Linked DNA regions of Mus musculus: regions 2, 3, 4, 5 and 6 are each linked to region 1. Evidence: chromatin contacts called from public Hi-C, HiCAR-type, HiChIP or PLAC-seq and promoter capture Hi-C data. All regions are on one chromosome and are shown on one strand. The core of a region is the stretch at or near the end of the contact, and the rest is flanking DNA. Distances in the headings are between cores, read along the strand shown.

The links. Promoter capture Hi-C pulls out the DNA fragments that hold promoters and counts their contacts. Hi-C and Micro-C count contacts between places; a contact is called where the count stands out from the background. HiCAR-type assays count read pairs that join an accessible place to other places. HiChIP or PLAC-seq counts read pairs in DNA pulled down with a chosen protein or histone mark.
Region 2: a contact with region 1 is called in a promoter capture Hi-C map of liver, with 2.6 times the contacts expected there. The contact joins the enhancer-like site here to the promoter of Cxcl12 in region 1. A contact is called at or near these places in 4 of 39 promoter capture datasets (the 3T3-L1 cell line, frontonasal cranial neural crest and liver) and 6 of 484 Hi-C or Micro-C datasets (the 3T3-L1 cell line, embryonic fibroblasts, liver and 1 more).
Region 3: a contact with region 1 is called in a promoter capture Hi-C map of second pharyngeal arch cranial neural crest, with 5 times the contacts expected there. The contact joins the promoter of Rassf4 here to the promoter of Cxcl12 in region 1. A contact is called at or near these places in 16 of 39 promoter capture datasets (the 3T3-L1 cell line, 3T3-L1-derived adipocytes, cranial neural crest and 8 more), 5 of 484 Hi-C or Micro-C datasets (embryonic stem cells, liver and uterus) and 9 of 115 datasets of contacts at active chromatin or transcription factors (astrocytes, craniofacial prominence, embryonic forebrain and 6 more).
Region 4: a HiCAR-type map of astrocytes shows a contact between it and region 1, with 3 times the contacts expected there. The contact joins the promoter of Tmem72 here to the promoter of Cxcl12 in region 1. A contact is called at or near these places in 15 of 39 promoter capture datasets (the 3T3-L1 cell line, 3T3-L1-derived adipocytes, the C10 cell line and 9 more) and 2 of 115 datasets of contacts at active chromatin or transcription factors (astrocytes and neural tube).
Region 5: an H3K27ac HiChIP or PLAC-seq map of stem cell-derived neural progenitor cells shows a contact between it and region 1, with 7 times the contacts expected there. The contact joins the enhancer-like site here to the promoter of Cxcl12 in region 1. A contact is called at or near these places in 4 of 39 promoter capture datasets (the 3T3-L1 cell line, cranial neural crest, maxillary cranial neural crest and 1 more), 3 of 115 datasets of contacts at active chromatin or transcription factors (neural tube and stem cell-derived neural progenitor cells) and 1 of 9 other capture datasets (embryonic stem cells).
Region 6: a contact with region 1 is called in a Hi-C map of the C2C12 cell line, with 3 times the contacts expected there. The contact joins the enhancer-like site here to the promoter of Cxcl12 in region 1. A contact is called at or near these places in 11 of 39 promoter capture datasets (the 3T3-L1 cell line, 3T3-L1-derived adipocytes, the C10 cell line and 6 more), 3 of 15 datasets of contacts at CTCF or cohesin (the NIH/3T3 cell line, large pre-B cells and pro-B cells), 1 of 484 Hi-C or Micro-C datasets (the C2C12 cell line), 7 of 115 datasets of contacts at active chromatin or transcription factors (astrocytes, bone marrow-derived macrophages, craniofacial prominence and 2 more) and 2 of 9 other capture datasets (adipose tissue and embryonic stem cells).

Annotation. Positions count from the first base shown.
Region 1 is chr6:117,167,206-117,169,956 of GRCm38.p6, forward strand. It overlaps Cxcl12 (chemokine (C-X-C motif) ligand 12), which reads left to right and starts at 1,330. Exons shown (of 3, transcript NM_021704.3): 1 at 1,330-1,511. The coding sequence starts at 1,451.
Region 2 is chr6:116,893,996-116,896,799 of GRCm38.p6, forward strand. No RefSeq gene overlaps it. Among named protein-coding and RNA genes, the nearest start is that of Gm36873, 100 kb to the left of the region's middle. Within about 2 kb of position 1,271, at least 30 of the 459 cell types and tissues checked have an H3K27ac peak or open chromatin away from gene starts, as enhancers often do. A contact at or near this core is called in liver, where this site is marked.
Region 3 is chr6:116,672,424-116,675,360 of GRCm38.p6, forward strand. Rassf4 (Ras association (RalGDS/AF-6) domain family member 4) reads right to left here and starts at 1,413. Exons shown (of 11, transcript NM_178045.4): 1 at 1,301-1,413.
Region 4 is chr6:116,715,490-116,718,536 of GRCm38.p6, forward strand. Tmem72 (transmembrane protein 72) reads right to left here and starts at 1,269. Exons shown (of 5, transcript NM_178768.4): 1 at 1,019-1,269. The coding sequence starts at 1,088.
Region 5 is chr6:116,692,850-116,695,965 of GRCm38.p6, forward strand. Tmem72 (transmembrane protein 72) reads right to left here. Exons shown (of 5, transcript NM_178768.4): 5 at 1-2,680. The coding sequence ends at 2,202. Among named protein-coding and RNA genes, the nearest start is that of Rassf4, 21 kb to the left of the region's middle. Within about 2 kb of position 1,337, at least 54 of the 459 cell types and tissues checked have an H3K27ac peak or open chromatin away from gene starts, as enhancers often do. A contact at or near this core is called in stem cell-derived neural progenitor cells, where this site is marked.
Region 6 is chr6:117,464,434-117,467,231 of GRCm38.p6, forward strand. No RefSeq gene overlaps it. Among named protein-coding and RNA genes, the nearest start is that of 6820426E19Rik, 29 kb to the right of the region's middle. Within about 2 kb of position 1,393, at least 16 of the 459 cell types and tissues checked have an H3K27ac peak or open chromatin away from gene starts, as enhancers often do. A contact at or near this core is called in 3T3-L1-derived adipocytes and the C2C12 cell line, where this site is marked.

The DNA of each region.
Region 1 (2,751 bases), core at 80-2,579:
ATGGATGCAAAGTGCTTAGCGGAATTGTTTAAGATACTCTCATGGCTGGAACATTTTCCTCTTGACCTTCTCCACCCTTCTTTAGTCCCTAGGTGGAGCCCCAGGCCCAAAGGTCCTGGCCACTGCTTCACAAATATGATTCCCAGATTGCCCTGAGACAGAGGCAAGTCTCTGTTGTGCACTCCCTTGGGTGAACATGATAACAGAATCCAAATCGCTAATTGGCTATGTGGGAAAAGTGGTCGAAGCATGGCCAACACTGCCTGTGGCAGTGGAAGGTCCAAAGGACGCTGCCCAAAGCCTCTAGCCCTCCAAGATTCAGTCTGCCCCCTCCCCCGTGTCTCCCCACACCCGGGTTGGGGTTGTTTTGGTTGACCAGAGTGGAACACAACGATCTATTGGCAGGGCTGAACACCAATGGGTCTATTTGTAAAGCGCCAATGACCACTTTCTGAAGCAGGGTTTTAGGGAGCGGGGCCTTAGGGAACTCTTTGGTCCTTTTTAGAACACTGGACTTTCTTCTGGAAAGGCAGGAAACACTGAAGTTTAAGAAGTTGTTTCCAGCTTCCATTAACTGAACACACATTAAAACCAAGCACAGAGAATCAGGACGTTTCGCGGGAGTGAGACCCAGTCATTTCTCCTCCGTTTCCATTCTGCAGGGTGAGAGTTGTAATCACCCACCCACTATTCGTACCATCCACCCACCCCCAGTCGAGAGAATAGGGGTACAGAGGGGAGGTGGCAAAGAAAATTCACGATACTGAGTATCTCTGGGAGACCTGTTTGGTCTCTTTGCTCGGTAGCGCAGCCCTACGTTAGAATGCATCTTCCCGGGAATGACTGTAGTGAGACTTTGGCTGGGAATCCAAGTTATTCTAACTGTAGATTGGTCCACGTTGCCCTAAGCCTAGCAGTCCACTGCGGCACAGACACCCTGGACATGAGGTGGGTCAGCTTAAGTTCCTGGCACGAAAGAAAGGGTACTCTGGCAACTTTTGGATGCGGCGAAACAGACTGTTTCGTCTCTCAGGTTCTTATTTCACGGCTTGTGCCTTTGACAGCCCCTTAGTTTCTCTATCTGCAGGATGGGAGCATTAAGCTCTACGACCCAGCCTCTTTACAATTCAGGTCCAAAGAGCCCGCCCAAGTTGGGGACTGGGAAGATCAAAGGTCTCAGCACCCAGCGGAGCCGCGGACACTGAGGGCGCCAAGAAGGGGGTGGGTAGGTAGGGAACTGGAAGGGCGGCTGCTCCGCAGGGGATGCGCGTCAGAGACCCCAGCCACACTCCAGGCCCGCCCCTTGATGAGCCCCGCCCCGCCCCGCCTGGTTTTCGCCTCTAAAGCGCCCAGCGCTCGCCTCCCGCTGCCGCACTTTCACTCTCGGTCCACCTCGGTGTCCTCTTGCTGTCCAGCTCTGCAGCCTCCGGCGCGCCCTCCCGCCCACGCCATGGACGCCAAGGTCGTCGCCGTGCTGGCCCTGGTGCTGGCCGCGCTCTGCATCAGTGACGGTGAGTGCAATCCGCGGCCGGGCCCGGGAAAGGCTCGCAGCTCTGCGCCGGAGCTCCTTCGGGTCCGCGGTTCCTCTGCCCGCGCCGAAGTCGCGGAGAAAGAACTCGGTCGGCGCCGTTCACTACAAGCGAACTTGGGGCAGTCCACTTTGCAGGGCGCACTCCCACCGGGTGCCCTTTCCCGTGTCCCACGGGTCGCACCGAGGTTTTGTGCTCTGCGAAGTGCGGCCATAGGACCTAGAGAGGGCTGCAGGGGAGGACCCGCAGGATTGTTGGGCAAGAGTGGGTTCGGCGCGGAATGGAAGCGTGGGCGATTGTGTCCGGGGCTTGGGCCCCGGAGCGCGCCAGCTGCACTCAGCTAGTGTCTACCGGCGCCCAGATGTTTCCAGAGGCGAAGGGCAGCGCGGTCCCGGAGTTGACCGTGCAAGAGGTTCACTCGGGTGGTGCGTGTGTCAGCAAACTCTCAAAGACCGGTCAAGTAGCTCGAAGTGCATGGCTTGGCTATAGGTTCAGTGGTGAGGCTGAGTTTCGTCCCCTGCGGGTGTAGCGTGTTCTCTTACAGCACCCTCGAGGGGCTCAGGGCCACCAGCAGCGCAGCGCAGCTCTTGAACTCGCGCTGCCAGCCAGGGCCGCGCTTCTGCACAGTTCGTTGGTCCGTAGCGACGCGGACCTGAGCACGCGTCTCTTCACTGCCCCTTTTTCTTCTTACCCGGGTCACTAGACAAAGGCTCAGCAGTTACCCAAGCTATATGCACACCTCTCCCCAACCCCCAAACACACCTGCAAACGGGCGCTTTTGTAGCCAGCCCCGGAGTCCTCAGCTCTGGAATGAGAGCTGCAGCGGAGTTCAGTCTCCCAGACCCAGGGTGGTGTCTTCTTTCACTGGGAAAGGGCTTTCATTTTGTTTTCTTTTTTTGACACTGAAGAGAAAACTCTCAGCGCTGTTACAAGACACCGTTGCTGCAAAACAAAACAAACCATTGCCTCTGAACACAAAACAAAATCCTACTAGTCGATCCCCTGCCTTCCTCCGCAGTGGTGTTTCCTGGAGAGAACTGAGGGACAGTCGGGGCTCTTGGTGAGACTGAGCTCTAAATGCTGCCCAAGTACACCAACTCGTTCGTTTGGGTTCTTTCCCTGTGACAACGGGGTACGGGAATGGTTGGAGTTGCCTAGTCCGAGGGAAATGTTCTGTAAAAGAATAGTCAGTTGCTGATCGGAGTAGTAAAAAAAAAGAAAT
Region 2 (2,804 bases), core at 21-2,520, 270 kb before region 1:
CATAATAAATCTGACCATTTAAATGATTTGTTTTTATTATTGTGAACATCATCACATAAGACTTATGTCTACTTCGGATTGTCTCCTCAGAATGCATTTTGAATTTCTGAGTCACAGGACTTGATGCACTTAAAGGTGTTTCTGTGTCCCAACTTCCTCTTAAAAACCAAAGGCAGAGGCAGATGGCAGTCTGAACTTGCTGGTTGGTTCCTTTCAAATCTCTGATAATACAGTGACAGAACATTCTGGTGAGTACTCAGGCTGACTACGTGCTGATTGACCGTCTATATCTTCATTACCTCCCTGTTTTTGTTTTTGCTATATATGTGTATGTGTGTGTGTGTGTGTGTGTGTGCATGTGAGTGTGTATGTGTATGTGTATATTTTGCTTGTGTTCTGGGACATCTTGCTTTTCTGTCATTATTTGGTAATGGCTTTGTGTTTTGCAATGATTGACTTTGAAGAGTAAACAGGGCACCCTGTCCTTTTTCTGTTTACCTACATTTTGGAGTAAACTTACATTCTTGGAGACCCATGCCTAATAGGTAGAAATGGCCTACAAACCGCAGTTTAAGGCTAGGGTGTCATTGGTTGTAGTGTTCACCTGACACGCAGGAGACTCTACAATTGATCCCAGCACCTCAAACACGGCAGCACCAAAAAGAGCTCCAACTCACTTTCTTGAAGAGAAGGGAAGATGTAGTGGAGTCAGAGAGACAGTACTGGTCTCTATTTCTATCTATGTACTACTATCTTGTGATTTGGAATTGAAATAGCAGCTGGAAGCATGGCCCTGCTCACCCACCACTGCTCTTAAATACAAGCAATGTCTGGCTTAGACCACTTTGTCCAGTGCACTTTTGTACAGATGAAGAAGCTTAGTCACATATGTACTAAAAAGGTGCTAAGAGTATGCACCACTGGCTGGTCAAAGACACAGAAGTCAAGTGTCCTTTGGACCACGACTTTGCAGGTGATGATCACACACCTTTCTATGGATTCCTTTTGTCCTGTGAACAATCATGAACATGTTCTGTTTCTAGATTTGCTGCCCATCCTCAATCATGACATTTGCGGAGCTTTGGGCAGTGTGAACAACCAAGTACAGCTGATACTTCCTTCCTGTGGTTGAGAGCAAAGGTACCTTTGTTGTAGCTTCTAGAGTCCCGGATGGCAGCTTGTTCCTTTGGGTCTTCAGGGTCTCCTCTGAGGCTAGAGCCTGAGGCCTGACTGCTTTGTGATTCCTCTTTATTGTGCAGAATCCTATGAGAGTGGAGCCTAACTGAGCTCCTGGAACCCATCCAGAGCCTTGTGGGAAAGCCGCAGTGAGGCTGGTGCCAAATGGGCTTGTGTGCAACTTGGACGAGAGCCAGAGATCTAAAGATGTCTGAATTCCTCTGAACGCATCCTTTCAGTGGACATTTCCCAAAGCAAGCCTGGCCCCTCAGGATGACATTTCATTAGAACTCAGTTTCTTGGCAGTGTTCTCTGTAAATGTACGAGGGAGTCTACTTCAAAAAATGAAAATCTGGAATATATCTCTTTTCGTAAAATTGAACTTGCAGAGAATTTCAAAGTGGCATGAGAAACTGGGGTCTTGGATTTATTAATGGTGCTGAGCCACATGTCATGGTTGACTGCTTAGGACAATGGGGTAGATTCGCCACCCTACTCAGATTGAAATCATCTTGCTTCAAGGTGTGAATTTAGGACTGTCAGGTAATTTGGGAAGAAATCGTTCAGGAATTTCGGATTGTGATACATATATCATCCTTAACTAAACTAATGTCAAGCACTTCATATACTAATGAGTTTCAGATTGCAAAAATAAATACATAAAGCTTCCATTGTGCATAAATTTACAAATATCCCATAGTTAGACTGCTTAATATATGACTCATATTCCTTTTACACGTCCTGTTTCAAAAGCATGAAAGTATACGTAAGTGAGAAAACACCAGCTAACGTCAGAAGTAAAGTGACCTTAGAGTCACTAATAGCTTTTCCAGTTATAATTTAAGTAACGTGGAGGGGTTTCCCCTAACAATGAGGTTTATTTTTCATTTTTGAGTCCAGGTTTATTTGTAAAATAATTTCAAGGCAATTTTAGGAACTTTTCAAATGTCATATATTCCATTGTACAGTTAAGCCACTGTTATCAAGTGGAAAATAATATTAATCAGAAGAAAGTCATGACTTGAGCCAACTGCCATGGAACCGAGGGATTCAGAAGAGAACGCTCTTGCATGTTTACTGTGAAACTCTCCTAGGCTATGTATTTACACATACCAAGGGAGCAGTAGAAGGGAATAGATAACAATCAGAGGAGCCCTTGCTAGCAAATATCTGCTTAGATAATATTGATCATGCTAAAGTAGCTATGGTTCATCCTGGCTGGCCCAAATATCAGTTCCATGTTTGCTAAAACAAATTCCTCCATTTCTGGAACTCTTCCATGAGAACCTGGGAAAAACCCTGTGCGGAATATTGTGTGCCTTGCACTGGCCATGACACTGATTGCCAACTATCTGCTTACAGTAGCATCATTCTGGACATCCAGCTCATTAAAATGAAGATGTCAAGGTTTCTGAGCTGCTCATAACACCACAGTGTGCTTTGGACCAACGAGCAATTGTCAATTAGATGAGAATTATGTATGGTTGCTGTTTATACCCGTTGTAGCAACAGAGTACAAAGTTCAGAGTTCAGAGGTGACCAAGGAACATTATCCTCATCTCTTCGTTTACAATTTACATTTTGATTTTAATATTGTGATAATTTTAGTTATTGTTAGTAAAAAGATT
Region 3 (2,937 bases), core at 163-2,662, 490 kb before region 1:
CTTGAGTTAGCTAGTTGTAGTGGCAGCTGGTATAGAGTGTCCCTGGGGCAACTAGGGGACTATATCACAGCCCATCTTCGCTACCGAAGGTCAAGCAAGGGGGTGGCAGGGCTCCAATCCTATCTCAGGGTTTGTCCCAGGGGAAATCCCATAGGCAGGAAGGAGATTCGGGGAACTACAAGTTTGGGGAAACAGCAAAAGCTTTAGGCCTGCAGCGACTTCCTAGTGCTGATAGCTTACTTTTAAACAGTTTCAAGGGCTGGTGAGGAGGCTCTATGAGTAAAGCGCTTGCTGCCAAAGCCTCAGGACCTAAGTTTAATCCTCAAAAGTCACAGGAAAGCGGACGGGGAGAAACGACTGATGCCACAGAGTTGTCTTGCACACAGCCACTATGACCCACAGGTACACATGTACATGCGCTCTCTCTCTCTCTCTCTCTCTCTCTCTCTCTCTCTCTCTCTCTCTCTGGTGTGTGAGTGAGTGTGCATCTGTCTGTTTCTCAATAATAAGTAAGTAAGTAAGTAAGTAAATAAATAAATAAATAAAGACAATTTCAAGCATTTTCTTCGACATACTTTTAGGTTAAACAACCCAGCCTCCCCAAAGGTCTGGGCTCAAAGCTTACCCTGACTGCATTGTATGACCCTGTCAAATCCTTTCTATTTTCAATCTGGAGTTCATCACCAGTTTAAACAACTATGACCCTAGGACTTCATCCACAATAAACACTGTCGACATTGGGCTTCAGGCTCCAGAGAGATAGTGAGGTGCCGGAGATCTCAAAGAAGAGAACGGGCCCCAAAGAATCAGGAGACAGGTGGAGTTTAGCCCTGAAACTATACGTGAGTGGCATATTGTGTAGCCCTTTGGTTATGGCCCACCGCACCAACAGCGACGGAGAAACAAGTGTCTGGATGAGTAATCATCCTAGCGTTGGCTTTCCAGCTGTAAAATCTTAAGGTCTTGCTGAAACCCTCTTCCCGCCTCTAAGATCGTGTTTCTAGGAAGCTGGCTGAGAGGAGGATGAGGTGAGCACAAGTGTAGCCGGCCGTTGGATTCACGTGCCCTGCTAAGATTTTGCCCGGAAAGTACCTTATCTAGGAGATGTTAGGCGCCTTGCCACCCTCAGCCCTTGGCTGGAAGCCCGCAGTGCGCCAGGCTGGCAGGGGGAGGAGACTCGCGCACTGCGGCTGGGGGTGCAAGTGCTCAGGCTCTAGCGCCCTGCCTGATCGCGGCCCCAGGGTCGAAGGTAGGGTGCTCCAAGGATGCCCACTACCTTTGCAGTCTGAGCATCACTCACCGTTCAGTCATCGCGCGGTCCAGAGGCCACCAGCAAGAGAGGTCGCGTGCACTAGAATTGTGCCTGCACGGACTCAAGAGCCCTGCATCTGCTGCAGGGATCAAGTCCGTCCCAGCCCACCCTAGACACACCTCCTCCCGCCCCCGAACACGCCCCTCTCCGCCCTGGACACGCCCCTTCTCTCTGGTCAACTGCTTTGCCTATCAGCCCATCTCTTCCTTCTAGGGTGCTTGGTACTGATGCCCCTCAAGTAGACCCCGAGCATTTGCTCACTTGTTCGATCTTTACGGACACCACTAAGCGCTTCGCGCATCACTTAAGTCCCCAATCCTCGAGGGCACCCCAGGACGCAAAGAGAAAGCAGTAGGAGTGGGTCCCCAGGGGCCCTCGGTCTACACAGGCGGAGGCCAGGGAGCCTGGGTAACGCAGATACTTGGGTTTCAACAAAGACCTCTGCGCAGGCGCTACAGCTACTACTGTGCGCTTCCTAGGGAGGGTGGAGTGTGTGTTCGCGCGCGTGAAGTCTGGGACATTTATTTATTGTCCAGGTGGCACCTGCAAGCAAAGTTGTGGCTTCTCAGAAAGCTACATTAAAAAATAGGAGCTGGTGAATTTAAAAAGTTAGTTTCCTCTCTCTCGGTCGCTGTTTTCTGAGGAGATTGGCCAGCGCTGAGGCAGAGCCCCAGGCTATAGGCTGGGAGCTTAGGGAAGCTGGGCGGCTGTGAGGCAAGGGAGCTTTGTTGACTCTGTTTTATTTCATGGTTCCCAGTCCTGACTTCAGGACCTCTTGCCCTCCCTCGCAAAGTAAGTCATCTCAGCTCGGCTCATTCCCTGGTTTCTAACCCTCTTAGAGTCACAGGGCCGTTTTAGAGTATGAAGTGGGACTTCTAAAAGTGTAGGTACTCACGTATTTGAAAACAGACGGCATTAGAGTCTCTGGACCCCAATGCAGCGCACCGTGCCAATTATGGCCGGCGAAGAGATGGCAAAGAGATTGTGCTCCGCCCTTTACTTCCTGTGTCACAGACTCTCTGTCTATTTCCCTACCTGCAGCGGGCTAAAAATGACCAGCCTGCAGTCCCTCTTCAACTTAGCTTTCACTCGTGTTCTTAGAGAGTGATCCATTCTCTGCCAACTAGGGTTTCCTGTGGTTGGTGACCTGTTGTTGGAACCCATGTTTCTTCCCACAGCCCGAAAGCATCAGAACTGAGCTCATTATTTGGGTGCTTCGAAAAGTTTTGACAAACCAAAAGCACGGAATTCCACCGTAACTCCCAACTTCTCCAATTCACCCCTGTGCAACTGAAGAAGTCAACAGCCGGTGGGGAGGGCGAGTCTCCCTGTGGCTCTCCAGCATGAGTCGTGCTCTCTGCCCCAGTTCACCTTGTTGTCTCTCTCACCTTGCTTGGGACATAGGCCTCAGGTGTCCTGAGCCCTCCTTGTATGTTTTACATGTGCTGCTGATCTGGTCTGCTGTTGCTCCACAGCCCTAGCCTGCCTTGATTAAATGCTTATATTTCTCTGGAGAACAAACTGCCTTTCACAGAGACTCCAGTTCATTATGTAGGAGGGGCCACCCTGCAGCCATTGGGATGTCTCTAGGAAGCATCACAGTCAAAGCTCACAGCACAGTCTGA
Region 4 (3,047 bases), core at 19-2,518, 450 kb before region 1:
CATGTTGTTTTACCAAGCACCGAGTCTGCCAGATCCATCCATTACAGAGGTCAGGAAACACAGCTTCAGGGCTCCACAGAGTTGGACCAAGGTTGTACAAGCACGAGAAGCCTGAGGCTTGGGTCCTATTGCTTTGGTTTGAACTGGAGAGAAGCCTTTCAGTTGGGAGAGACTCTTGAGAAAGCTTTTGTCCAGATGCAAAGAAGGATTTAGTGTGTATTTTTTTTTATTTCCCCAAGGGATTTGGTGTACAGAGCTAAGAGCTCAGAACATTGCTCTTCAGTCCCTCAGTATAGGCTCTGCCCCTTCTGCATCGGTGGGGCTCAGGGTTAGGGCCAATTCTTTGCTAACTATCTGAAATTCCAGTCAGCTGAGCTGCTCAGGTGATTTCTGGTCTTCTAAGCCTCACGCTATGCTCCTGTAGATGGCTCATACCAAAGAGGCTGGTTTTCAACAATGCATTTTTCCAGAAGGGTGTGGGGAGGGCACCGTGGAAGCTTGCCATCTTTCTACCTATCAGGTCTCCTGAGGATAGAGTTGCCCCATTAATGGGATTCTCTCTGCAGAAGATAGGACTATTGTCAAACAAAGCAAGGTGAATAGCTGAGCACTCTAATTAGCTACACAATGCTACGATTCTCACATTTTTTTCCAGCCTTGTATACCTTCACCTCTAGTCCCCAGCTCAACAAGCTCTCCTCACAACCCTCTGAGGGCAAGAGGCACACCTGTCAGCTCATTTCAGTGATAGGGATGCTGAAGGTTCTTAAAGGTCTTGTGGGGGTGGGATGCCACTGAGTATCGGCACCAGACCCAAGGCTCTTCTCTATCTGCCTAAGGCTCACTCCACACCTGCCATTTTCCCAAAGTTCAGGGTTTCTGAGGAACTCAAAAGAGAAACTGAAGGAGAGATGTGGCCAGATGTGCCCACCGTCCCCTGGCTAGAAGCCATTTCTCTAGTAGCCTTCCCCATAGGGCCTCTGAGCAAGGAGTTGGTAGATGAGGGGTAGGATCTTACCTGCAGCCGTAGCGATGCCCAAGAGCCGGCAGGTATACTCCAGTCCAGTCCAGAATACCTGGAGCTTCATGGTGCCAGGGGTGTGAACAGAGTCCCAGAAGGGCAGGCTGCGAAGATGCCTCTGTATCTGAGATGCTCTGGATGCTCCTCACAAGCAGGAGGCTGCGGGGGCTGGCTGGGGGGCCCCCTGGGCCTTGGGCTCAGCCTCCCTGAACTAGCTCTGGCCTCCGCTGTCTGGCTGAGGTGTGAATAGGGCTCCCCTCCCTAGCTTAGCAGCCCATGCCAAGTGCTGCTCAGTTTAATCATTATCTTGGGAGAATGCTCTCCTTGCTCCACGTAGCCCTGGCCTAGCCTGGAGCGGCTTCGGCTCCGGCTCCGGTGCAGCTGCCTGAGATCATACCGATTAGGGTTGGGCAGGAGGCAGCCTGGAGTTGGCAATTAGCTGTTTCTGTCTGGGAGGAGGGAACAGGAGAGCTAGAGGCCAAGCCCTTCCCTAGGAGGCTGTTCCAAGAAAGTCACCCCCCCCTCACCTCACACCTGCTGGGGGTCCAAAGAGGAGACAGGGCACACGCAGATCTGGGCTAGGGAAGAAGAGTAGAGACGGAGACAGAGATAGAACAAATGTGTTTCTAAATCTCCACTGGTAGCCACTTAGCAAATGAGTTCCAAGCTCTTTCCTTCTGTGTATAGGTGGGTTGAAAAGATTTCCGAATCTGGTAGATTTGAACTCTGACCTTCTTGGTTCAGATGGCAGCACGTGGAGACCCTCCTCTGTTCCTTACAAGCATCCGGGATATGAGATGTGAGAAATCACGGTGTATGCTGTGTGAACAATTAACTGGGTGACCTTGGGGGAAACCCAGAGGTGTCTGGGAGCCTCAGTAACTGTGACAGAAAGTACAGAAGAAATGTAACTATACCGGTGTTCTCAAAACAGAAAAGTGCCCAAGAACCCCGTGACACGCTCAGCCTCTGAGGCCGGCCCTAGGTGGGCTTTGCCGGCGTTTACGTTACAACCGACCTAGCGGATTAAACAGTACTGTGTTTTGGTTTTCCTATCAGGCATTCTCTGAAATCTCTTCCTAGTCTGCTCACGTGGGATGAAAGACAACAACCAAATGAACGGGCAGATTGGCCAACCCTAATACCAGCAGAAACCTCCACCTAATACTGTTTCTTTCTTTGCTGTTTAATGAGTGGCCATATTTTACTATGAAGATTATTATGGCTTGACCATTGATTTGTATTCCATAACCCACCCTCTCTTGTAAGAACCTCTGTGCTCATATGATACTTAAAACGATGTCTAGAAATGTATCATTCAGTGCTTATCATGTGTGAGACCCTGGGTCTCATCTCGAGCAACACACACACACACACACACACACACACACCACACACACAGAGGAGCGTGCGGAGCACTTGTGGAGTATGACTTCGTTTATTTACTTCTTCACTGAACAGACTGTGTCTTATCGGGTTATTTATCTATTACCTGAGTTTTATCTACTTGAACCTCCCTGAAATGCCGCATGTCTGGGCAGCCAGCACCCGCTGTGCTAACTGCATGCTAGAGTGTTTCTGTGGTAGACACTGAGTTGATCTGAGGAAGGAGCTGGGACCTGGGCCACAATAGCTCTGTGGCTTACAGCCTTCTTTGGGAAGACTGAGTAGCCTTTCTCTGAGTAGACTGGGGAGACCCCATCACACCATAGCTGTCACTGGCCTTTCCTGAACCACAGTGGCTTCTTTTCTTTGTGTCTCATACCCCCCCATGCTCAAATGCTCAGAAGACATGGACTCTAGAAGACACGACCATGGCTTCTCCTCCTCAGTCAAATCTTTGGGAATGAGCAGGTGACCCAATTTTGGGCCAAAAGCCCAAATTTGTGGCACATGCTTCTGGGATTTTGGGGGAAGTCCCCCTTATTTTTAACAAGGGGCTCAAGGACAGGGTGAGCTATGCCTCTATGGATCTCCTAGTCCGGATGAGGAGTGGCTGGGTGGGGCCTGTCTCATGAGACAACAA
Region 5 (3,116 bases), core at 87-2,586, 470 kb before region 1:
ACCAAAGATTTCTAACACTATATAAGCTGATGAGAGACTGCAGTGGTTTGAATGAGAAATGTCACCCATCTAGTTGGTGCTGCTGTTTGGGAAAGTTATGGAGACGTTAGGAGGTGCAACCTCACTGGAGGAAGTACATCCCCAGGGGTGGGCTTTGAAGGTTCACAGCCTCATGTCACGATTGCCCTCCCCACTCGGCCTCATTTTCAGTGTGTGGATGAAATGTGGCCAGCTGGCCTCTAGCTCCTGCTGCATGCCAGGTCTTCTCTGTTATCATGGACTCTAGCTCTCTGTAAGAACTGTAAGACACACACACTGTTTCTTCCTTAAGTGCTTTTGGTCATGGTATTTTATCTCAGCAACAGAAAGTAACTAATACAGAGAGAGAGACACAGGGAGAGGACCTGGCTCCTCTTGGTTAAGGGCTTTGTTCCCTCTGGCCTCTGGCCTCAGTCGGGCTGGAAGCTCTGCTCCCTGACCTTCAGCCTTGCAATCTGGAGTTAAGAACCATCTCCTAGGTCTGCACTGGCCTCACCTCACACAAATTCATGGTATCATGGTAGTGTTTTCTTGTTCTTCCTCACCGTGAGATCCCCGTAGTAACAAGGACATACCCACCCATGCCCCATATTCCATATATTTTATTTTTCCCTGACTGCACTATCTAACATCCTTCATTGGAAAAGCCCCCTTGGCCATCCATCAGCTGCCTATCTTTTGACCTGAGGGATGAGACCTACTCCAGGCCCCAGCTTGCTTTCTGCCTTCACTCCTCACAGTCTTAGCAACGCATCTTCTATTTCAAAAAGTGTTCTGTCCATCTGGGATGCTGGCTGTGCTAAGCACCAGGCTAATACCAGCTTCTAGGGTGTCTCATTTCAACACATTTCCAAAACAAAACAAAGCAAGACAAAACCAAAACCAAAACAAAACGACGTCATAGGTGCTGATCATTGTACCGTGAACATCTTCCTTATCTAGACTATAAAGTACAAGATTTGAGGCTTACCCATCAGAGAGCCCTGAAGTGGGTCCCCTCCTCAGACACAAACTATAGGACTCTTAATTTCTGTTGCTCGCTCACTGGGGGTCAGCTATGAGGAATAACATGCCTTTATTATTTTTTTTTTCTGGCAGTAATCCTGTGGACCAAACATACTATTTAGAAAAGATACTTTGCTAAACTTTTTACTGAGAACTATCTAACTCAAATTCCCTGCCACCTCTGTAGTTCCAGGATGCCGCCATGCCTGCCTGCTCGCTACCCTCTCCCCTGTGCCCTTCCCTCTGCTTCCTCCCCTCCTGTCTATTTTGAGTGATCATCTACTTAACAGAGGATCTACTCCCACGTATCTAAGCATGGCAGAGGTACTTCCCTATGCTGTGTGGCTCTCTGGGGCAGTCTTCTTGGGGCCTGAACTACAATGACTACTCCATGCTATGTCCTAGCCATTTCTGCTACAGATGGCCACAGGTTCTCAGACCCTTTTAGATTGAACCATCTATACCACCTACTTGGACTCTGAACACTGCTCATACTGTTGGATAGGGGGTAAGTGAGGGGAGGGCAGGAAGCCCTGAGTTATCCTTCTGGAATGAGAGATGCTCTTCTGGTCAGCTTTCCTGGCAGTGAGCACAGAGTGGTATTGTTTTCCTTGGTGATTCTGAAATGCCTGCTGCCGAGCCCAGTCCCAGAGTATGCTGAGAATGTAGCCCACTGCCAGGCTGTTCTCACTTGAGATCCGAATCTTCTTTTCTCATATCTACCCTGAGCAATCTTGCTTACGATGCTAATATAGCCCTGGGCCTTTGGCACCAGTAGGTTGTATCACAAGCAAAACATACCATAGAGTTCTTGCTGAAGGCTGAACCCTTTGTTGGGTGCAAGGGTGAACTCATGTCTTCTGTTCCTTTAGGGCTTAGAAAGTTGGGTCAGCAGCCTTGTGGAGAATGAAGCCATGGTCTCTTTTCCCACCTTTTGACAAGGAGACTATGTTGATTACACATGTCAAAGCTTCATTTGTACCTTGCTGGAGGTCACCACAGATCTGGCTTGGTACACTATCTCATTGTTCTGAATGCCCAGCTACCACTAGGATGCGAACAGCTGGCCAATGGAGACCCTGAGTTCTCTGCAGGGACTGTGGCTATTAGGACTCTTCTGGCAGGTCCATCCATCTGCAGACCTCTAGCTAAGAAGCTCAGAACAGGTCAGTGGCCATGAGAGAAGGCAGAAAGTGTGGGGTCTGGGAGGGAGGGATGATGGGAGTTGTGTCAGAGCTGGTTTCTTCTGGTTCACTGTCACTATCACCCAGACCTTCAGTGAGGGATGGGATGATTCTGACCACATTGTCTTCAAAGTGTACCTGCTTTTTCTTGGCCAAGGAGTCAGCCGGCTCCAGTGCCAGTTCCATTAGGGTATCTTGGGTCTGCAGGACACGTGGCTTCTTGGTCCCCTTTAGGATGCTCTTCATGTGGATAAAGAAGGAGCCAGGCCCCTCCTTGAAGGCCTCATGGAAAGTATAGGTTTGCTCAGTGTCCCCAGAGCCTGTGGTGCTCACGACGCTGCTGGAAGGGTCTGTGTACTGCTCTGTGGGGGGTGCCACCTCTGGAGCAGCCTTTTTTTTCTTTCGCTTGCTCAGCAGGAAGTAGGCCAGGCCAGTGATGATTAACATGGAGCCTGAAAAAGATCTGGGAGGTCAAGACACTGGACAGACATGCCATGGAGGAAAATCAGAGGTAGAGCAAGCCTATCAAAAGCACCACTGCTGTACTGTACTGTACAGCCATGCTCAGCACCCTGATAGGTCTAGCCTTCACACACCCACACCAGACTCTGGGGCTGATATGATGGCATGACACAGCTTAAAGGTTCAAAGAGGACCAGTGCTGTGGGGGGCCAGGGTACAAAGGAAGGGATCTGTCTGCTCTCTGTGCCCCACATCCCCTCCATATGGAGAGTTGGTCTTGGTATTGACTTCATTACACCTTCAGTTTCCCTCTTGGGGTGGATTATCAAGGGCAGGCATGTGTGATGGCTTTGCTAGATATGGATTCTGCTGGGGATGTTGGATTTGTTGGATGTCTTCTCACTCTCAGAAATGTGGAGATTCCCC
Region 6 (2,798 bases), core at 143-2,642, 300 kb after region 1:
TGTGGACTCTGGCAGCCCCAGTGAGCTAACCCTAGGCCACATTCACTGCTAGCTAATAGCAGCCATAGTGCAACTCATGACTCAGCTTCCTGAGCACCTGGCGTCCATTCTGATCCTTCCAAGGGGTGCCCTGAAGAAAACGGTTCATGAGGCCATCCTGCCTCTTTCACCTGAGAGCAGATCCTTAAGTCTACAAATCACATCTGTTCTGGGCATTCAGGAAACAGCTCTGCACTGGCTTAGTCAGTCTTGTGTTCCCATCCTTATCATAATTGTTAGACTGGCCTTCTTATAATGGCTACAGAAAGCTGGTTGCATTCTACAACTGGAGGAAAAAAAAGTAACCTTTTCCAGCTTGTACCAGATCAGTACTTGCTAAGAATTCTATCAGAAGCTAAGTAGGAGGACACAAGTAAACTCTCTTTACTCAAAGCTCCAACCTAATGAACCCAAGAGACAAAACAAAAAAGTACAGGAGATAACATGGAAGCAGAGCTTGAAGGGTCAGACCAAATCCTCAAAGGCCTAGAAACTGGTTTCCAAAGAATATCTGTTCTGTTACAAATAGCTAAAGGCATTTCTGTGTGACTGAAAGTTTTATCTCATGCTCTTTGAGTAAGATTAATATCAGACAGATCCGTCTTATAGCACTGAATGGGCTTGATTGATACAGATGTGACTGTCCCGGACGTGACAGCACAAGAGCGACTGTGTACAAGGCACTGGAAATGTTCACTTATGAAATGAAACGTCTTTGGTTCAAAATATATGGTGCTATATAGTTCAAAATTATCTGAAAGAGAAAACCCAGAAATAAGATGTCAACAGCTTCATTTTCGTAGCCTATATTGATGACTGTGAAAAACTTTTGGCATCAATAAAACGTGAGTGATTGCCTTTCCCAATTGTCCAAAATGAGAAGCAGACCCAAGGAGGCATGTTTCTGCCAAGGGAGATTTCTCTTAATTATCCCTGAACCTCATTTGCTGCAGGGTTTAGCAAACAGCTAACTCCTCTGCTCTCTCTAACATGACCCTATGTGCATGCTCACTCGCATGTGGTCATACACCTGCACACATGTACCCAAATTCACATCCATGAAGGTGACTTGGAAACATGACAAGCAGACTCACTAAGTAAAAATATGGGCAATAGCACAGGACAGATGACAAGCCTTGGCCAAGGTCTGTATCACATGGGACCACGTTTGCTTAAGAGGTCCTCAGCCTCTGTGGATAAATGAGGGTTTGGATTACTCAAAGTGACTGGCCTTTTAAAAACCACACAGAATTCTTCTTTTTTGCAATAAAACCTCAAGACTCTAAAGGCTCAAAGAAGTAAAAAGCTGTGTCCCTTAAGACTAAACCAGAGAGGAAAAGAAGCCTCAGCCAAGAGCATTGTTTCCAGCTTACATAGGATCACCTCCCTGTCTGCATACCCGTTGTGATTTGTAAAGGAGGTTAAGGGTCTGGGTTAACCACCAAGATTAGAAGTTTGAGTGGAGGAGAGAGCTGCCTGGAATTGCATCTGAATGGGCCTGGAGGGAGCATGTGCATTCTTTATGGGCCGCAGCAAAGCTGCTGTCTCCTTGGTGACTAAACCCAAGAACCCAGAGATAAACTTCCGAAGGGCAATATTTTTTAAGGGCACGAGGTGAAAGAAACAAATGGTACATTATCCCCCAAAGGTCTTGGAGATTATTAGATTACCATTTCAAGGCAGAAACATTCTGGTTTGATCCAGTGCTTGGAATCAAGAGGAGAAGGCTGAACCAAAAGCAAATCCGTTGAGTTCAGAGACAGCGAAGGATTTCTCTTCTCGCAACTTGACTGTTTTCTCCTTCTGTTCATTCATTACATCTGCAAACCCAAATACTTTTCCCATGTGACCGTTGTTTTCCTTTTACCTTCCCAAGTTTCCCTATTGGGATGGACTCTTGGTCAAACATGTTTGCGTGAAGCCCATCTTGGCGAGGTCAATATAGGGACAACTGAATACTTTGACCCAGGCCCCCTACTCATGTCTTTCCCCTCTCCTTGCTGCAGTGTTTAGAAGACATGGGACCTAGGCAAGGTTCTCCCACTTTCTAAACCCACCCATCCAAGTTCAGTGACAGCCTAGGTTGACATTATTATCCAAGGAGACATCACCTCAACCACCACAGCGGTCTTCTTCACTTCCCTGTGTAGACAGTGCTTTAAGGGGCTCATTTCAGCAAATGTCCCCTGCCCCACAGGCACCAACAGCATCCCAGCCCTGTCACAAGTCTATCAAGGATGCTTCAAGGCACTTTCCTAATAAGCAGAAATTTGAAACAGCCTGCTATACTTTTGTTTAAAATATGAGTAATTTTTAAAGACAGCTATTGTATTCTCACGTTCACTTTCCTTCCTCGGTTTCCTGTGCATACAGTTGGCATTTGTGCACTGAAAGTGAACCACAATGCAGAATGTGCATGATGTCATCCCTGGAGGACCTCAAGAAGGGGAATTCCAAGTCAGATGCTATGCCTCTGAGAAGACCCATGACCCAAGCCACTGTCCAGCCTGCTAGCCAGCTCACCTCCTCCCTGTCCTAGTGAACACAGGTATATATCTGGATGAGAGGGGGGAATACTGAAGGGAGGGGGATACTGTGAGAGAGGCAGGCAGCCACAGAAGGCTCTGCTAGCCAATGGGCTTTCAAATACTGGCATAAGTTGTTCTGGATTGCCTGAGATGACATGACTTTTATATTCCTTGTCTAGATTTTGAAATATAATATATACAAGATTTGAAATAGTTTTTCATAAAATCATA